Regions from separate parts of the Sus scrofa genome. Here region 1 is linked to region 2. A link is a contact called in public HiChIP or PLAC-seq data. All regions are on one chromosome and are shown on one strand. Each heading gives the region's core, a stretch centred on a gene start, on an enhancer-like site or on the middle of the called end of the contact. The rest is flanking DNA. Distances are from core to core; before and after follow the strand shown.

Evidence for each region. HiChIP or PLAC-seq counts read pairs in DNA pulled down with a chosen protein or histone mark.
Region 1: an H3K27ac HiChIP or PLAC-seq map of skeletal muscle shows a contact between it and region 2, with 5 times the contacts expected there. The contact joins two enhancer-like sites. A contact is called at or near these places in 1 of 47 Hi-C or Micro-C datasets (heart right ventricle) and 1 of 2 datasets of contacts at active chromatin or transcription factors (skeletal muscle).

The regions. Positions count from the first base shown.
Region 1 is chr6:136,064,644-136,067,343 of Sscrofa11.1, forward strand. It overlaps PIGK (phosphatidylinositol glycan anchor biosynthesis, class K), which reads left to right. Exons shown (of 11, transcript NM_001032358.1): 3 at 763-854. Among named protein-coding and RNA genes, the nearest start is that of PIGK, 8.0 kb to the left of the region's middle. Within about 2 kb of position 1,443, at least 1 of the 83 cell types and tissues checked has an H3K27ac peak or open chromatin away from gene starts, as enhancers often do. A contact at or near this core is called in skeletal muscle, where this site is marked.
Region 2 is chr6:135,161,585-135,164,284 of Sscrofa11.1, forward strand. The region is part of intron 3 of GIPC2 (PDZ domain-containing protein GIPC2); the gene reads right to left. Among named protein-coding and RNA genes, the nearest start is that of GIPC2, 55 kb to the right of the region's middle. Within about 2 kb of position 1,272, at least 37 of the 83 cell types and tissues checked have an H3K27ac peak or open chromatin away from gene starts, as enhancers often do. A contact at or near this core is called in skeletal muscle, where this site is marked.

The sequences.
Region 1 (2,700 bases), core at 193-2,692, 900 kb after region 2:
CATATGGAAGTTCCTGGGACAGGGATTGAATCTCTGCAGCTGCAGCAATGCTTCCAGATCCTTTATCCTGCTGCTCTGGGCTAGGGATCAAACCTGTGCCTCAGCAGTGACCTGAGCTGTTGCATTTGGATTTTTAACCCACTGTGCCACAGCAGGAGCTCCAGTTTCTTTTCATTTTCTTTCTTTCTTTTCTATTTAAGTATAAGCCTCCTGGAATCATTTCTAGTTTTGTACTCAGTTCCCAGCTTTTTTATAATGCATTCTCTTTTGTGCATTTAAAACTGTTTTCTATGCTATGTTTTAGTCTCTATCTTACATTTTTCACAACTAAAAGGAGGAAGCAATCCAGAGTGAAAGGAATATTATATAACCCAATGTAGCTAATTTTCTTTTCTATTCTGTGAAAAGATAATGGGCACTGTCTTTGGTTCTGAAGAATTTAACATTTTAGAAATTGGAACATTATAGAAACACATAAATTGAGAATAACTAAGTTGGTTCAGTATTTGATTAAATTACCCAAAGATTTGTTTTCTCTTCAGCTGAATTTTTTTTTTTTCACTTAAGATGAGTTGTGAAAGCCCTCTCCCTAGAGAGATTGGTTTTATTAACAATTCTTTATGTGCTTTGTTGTGTCTAGGCCTGAATTATGATATTTTCTTTTTCTTAGGCGTCTCTGTATCCTACTAAAAAAGAGACAGTTCTGTAACTTTATAGCTTATTTTGATTCCTAAAAACAATATGTTTGTTTTAACATTTTAGGTGTGTACATCCCGGTTCTGGTTTAATTATCGGCATGTTGCAAATACTCTTTCTGTTTATAGAAGTGTCAAGAGGCTAGGTATTCCTGACAGGTAAGAATTCTTAATAAATCTTAACTCTGAGCCTCAGTGAAAATCACCCTTAGATGATTGTATTATATTTGTGTCTTTGTATTGCTTTTGAAAAACATAAAGAAACCTAATATGAAGTTTTTGTTGTTATTATTAGAGCAATAATATACCATCATGTATAAAGTAACTTTTGCATAAGACATGAGGGCAAAGTATATGAAACAGCAGTCAATACTAAGGTAAAAAGATTTGATAAAGTATAATTGTTCAGCATTATTTATTTAATTATTAAATGCCTCAGTCTGGGTTTTTAATTGTAGGCAACAGAAGGCAATTGTAACTGATTCAAGTAAAGAAGGTATTTACTGAAAGCATATTGATTAGCTTACCAAATTGCTGGGAAGGCTGAAGCTTTAAAGAGTCAGGAACAAAGAAGACAAAGTAACAGAAAAGACATTTCTAAAATCGTGGCATAAAACCAGTCCGGTGACAGTAGTGCAGCCTTGAATTGCTGAAGACTAAATTCGGCTACTGCATAGCTGCTACTATTGCCCTTGGAAACTTAACGTTGCTATTGCTGCCTGCTGCCAAAATCTGACCTTTGCCATCTCGACTTCTTACTGTCTCTAGCTCTTAATTTAGAGTCTGATGGGAATGTCTTGTTGGCAGAGCATAGATTAAGCACCCATGTCCATGCTGCAGGGGTGATAGGAAGAAGGACCATATAGCTTGTTAGTTTCTATATAGAGACTGGGGGGCTCTGCCTTCTGTGGAGACTTATAAAGTGGTCTATTTCCTAACTGTATGAGGGAATTCAGGTACTAAGCAGAACTCCACACCTCCACCCCCAGATACATGTCCTCCACATTTGGTTTGTCAGATGTGATACATCTATTTTTGCTACCTCCAAAGCAATTACAGAAGAAACTGCAGTTGGTCCAGTTATTTAGGTTTGATTTATGTAGCCCTTCCTCCCTCTCTACCTGTGAGGCAGTACAGAAGAGCTTTGCAGTCGGACAATGCGAGTTTGAAATCAGGGTTTAATGATGATTTTGATTAAGTCATTTAGCCATCCTAAGCCTGTTTCCTCAGCTATTACATGGTGATAATGGTACCCTTTTTGCAGGATTTAGGTACTTGTAATGAAAAGTGAGGAGAGCAATGTATAAAGTGCTGCAGGAGCAGAAAGGAAGCCATGCATGACTCGGGAAACAAAGTTATGTTACAGTCTGTGTTAATAGTTTATTTTAGCCTCAGAAGCTGACAACTGTAGGCTGGGTACTATAATTTAATTCCTGTATTTCATTGGGAATTGAGGTAACTTGGTGATACCATTTTTAAAAAAATACATTAAATTAAGTCTGAGAAAGGATGATTTGCTTTATCAAGTGTAACTATTCTTGTAATTAGCCAATTACCATCATCTGTCAGTTGGTTCTCCTCATATGGGTATGTGTGATTAGTTTTTAACTCCCTTTGCTTCTGTATTTTATGTGCTCTTCCAGGGAATTACTGTGCATGGTTTGGCAGTAGGTTTCATTTTGGTAAATGAATCTTTATAAAGTCATTAGGATATATTTAAATGGTTTAAGTAAGATTTAGAGAAACTTTTTAGAAATAGACTATAACTTGAGGATATATTTTATATATTATGATTAGTAAGTTTGTCCCTGGGTTTCTGAAGAATGTTCGCTAAAAAGCTTATTCCTGTTTCAAATGCTTTCCTGTCTACATCTCTGTTTATAAAGTCTTTATTGGGGAATGAATTGGAAATTTAAATAGTTGATTTAAACCATTTGTTACTTAATAGAGATTAATAGAAAATATTCTATTTGGAAGGAAGCCTTATACATGTATGTGTAACTGG
Region 2 (2,700 bases), core at 22-2,521:
TTATTTTATTTATTTATTTATTTATTTTGTCTTTTTGCCTTTTTTAGGGCCACTCCCATGGCATATGGAGGTTCCCAGGCTAGGGGTCCAATCGGAGCTGTAGCCACTGGCCTATACCAGAGCCACAGCAACATGGGATCCGAGCCATGTCTGCGACCTACACCACAGCTCACGGCAACACCAGATCCTTAACCCCCTGAGCAAGGCCAGAGATCGAACCCACAACCTCAGGGTTCCTAGTCAGATTCGTTAACCACTGAGCCATGACAGGAACTCCAAAATAGGCTTTATTTTTTAAAGCGGTTATAAGTTCACAGCAAAATTAAGACAGAGATCTACACACCTCCTGCCCCCACATCTGCATTAGCTGCCCCATCATCAAAACCCCCACCACTGAGGTACTTTCACTATCATCAATGAACCTGCAAGGCAAGGAACATCATTATCCCCTAAAGTCCATAGTTTACAGGATGGGTTTGGAAAATGACATATATCCTTCAGAGTAATTTTGTTGCCCTAAAAATTCTCTGTGCTCTGCCAATCCCCCGATTTTATTTTGTTCTTGCTTTTTCAGGGCTGTACCCTTGCAGCATATGGAAATTCCCAGGCTAGTGGTCAAATCGGAGCTACAGCTGCTGGCCTACACCACAGCCATAGCCATAGGGGATCTGATCTGCTTCTGCGAGCTACACCACAGCTCACGGCAATGCCGGATCCTTAACCCACTGATCGAGGCCAGGCATTGAACCTGTGTCCTCATGGATACCAGTCAGGCTTGTTTCCACTGCGCCACAATGGGAACTCCCTGATTGTGTGTTTGTTTTTTAATCATGTGTTTGTCATCTCCTCCAGAGTGTTATCTCAAAACTAACCACTTGGTGGCACCAGAACAGAAGTTAAAATTTAAGTTCTGGCTTGGCCCAGCTTCTAAGAAAGGCAGTTTTCAATGGCGGAAGAAGCAGAAGCCATGTTTCTCTACGATCCTGATTCAGGGAAGTAAATCAACCTGTTTGTACATGAAAACAGGCAGGATGGTCCTGTTTTCCCACAGGGGGAAAAAAAGTTCTGTGTGTTTTCAATGTTTTGAAATGTTTTGAATCTGGCCTTCTTTTAGGGTGCTGGCCTGTCAAAGCTTGTCTAACCAACCAGGCCAAACCCTAAATCAGTCACTTCTCATGAATGGATTGGCATGAGGCTTCTCCTGGGGCTGAATGATGAGAGGGATATGGTTCACACGGTAGGCACTGGTAACTGGCCTGAGCTTGCTGGGCTCAGTAGACTCAGGGCCCCCCCTGCTGTGTCCTCAGGACACAGGACACTCCCACAGCTGGCTCAGACGTCACCAAGAAGCAGTCACATTTGTTCCCAAACCCTTTTGTGGCAATTTTATCTGTTACTCTAATTACATAATTTAATTTAAAAGTACGTGAGCTGATGAAACAAGTGTGAAACAGGAGTTATTATTGCTAGGAAAACTAGGTTAACTGCTTTGGAAAGACTCCATAAGGGTGAGTTGCAACAACAACAAAAAAAAAAGCAGGGGGGCGTGGACATGATAATGCTGGAAGATTAGGAAAAATCTTTAAACATCCAGCATTTCTCAAATCTGGCTTTTAGCTAGGAAACAGAACCCATAGATATGCATTAAAGTTCTGATTACAAAAAAAAAAAAAGAAAGAAAAACTTTGTAGAACTCCAGTTTGTGTCTTCTACCCAAAGAGCCTTTTACATCCAAAGAGTCTTAAAACAATGTATACGTATTTTAAAACAAAATGTTTATATACACCTCTATCATTCTTTAATACCGCCCCGCACTTTTCTTCCTTTCTTTTTCAGCCATGTCAGCAGCATGTGGAAGTTCCCAGGCCAGGAATCAAAACCGAGTTGCAGCTGTGGCAGTGCTAGGGATGGAACCTGCGCCTCAGCAGCAACCCAAGCCACCACAGAAACAACACCAAATCGTTAACCCAGTGTGCCACAGGGGCATCTCCTAATACCCTTTTTATTTTATTATTTTATTTTATTTTTTGGTCTTTCTAGGGCCGCACCTGCAGCATATGGTAGTTCCCAGGCTAGGGGTCGAGTCAGAGCAGCAGATGCCAGCCACAGCCACAGCCACAGATGATCCAAGCCGCATCTTGCAACCTCCACCACAGCTCATGGCAATGCCGGATCTTTAACCACTGAGCAAGGCCAGGGATGGAACCTGCATCCTCATGGATACTAGTCAGGTGCATGACTGCTGAGCCACAACGGGAATTCCATTTATACCCTATTCTAATTGGCATTTTCAAGAAACAGACCAACCCCCAGTCCCTGCTTCATGGTGAAGGTCAGTAGAGACAAGGGGAAATGAAGATGGCAGCAGGGCATCAGCCTCCAGTCCCACCCTGCGCCCCAGGGAAAGAGGACCGATACCAGCCAAGGCCCCATCTTTAGGTGGAGCGCAGGCAACGTAGCTTCGATCCCCAACTAACAGGGGGACAGTGGGGAGGCTGGGCATTCTGCCTCTGCTCAGAACAAGGTCTGACTCTGCTCCCATGGGGCCCGAGATGGCCTGGCGTACCCATCATCAAGGGGGCACACGTGGACACAGCCATGTCCGAGAGCTGGATACAAGAGGACAAGAGAGGGACTTTAGAATCAGAACCTGAGTTAAAACACAGCTTCTCCATTTACAAATTGTAAGGACTGGAGGAA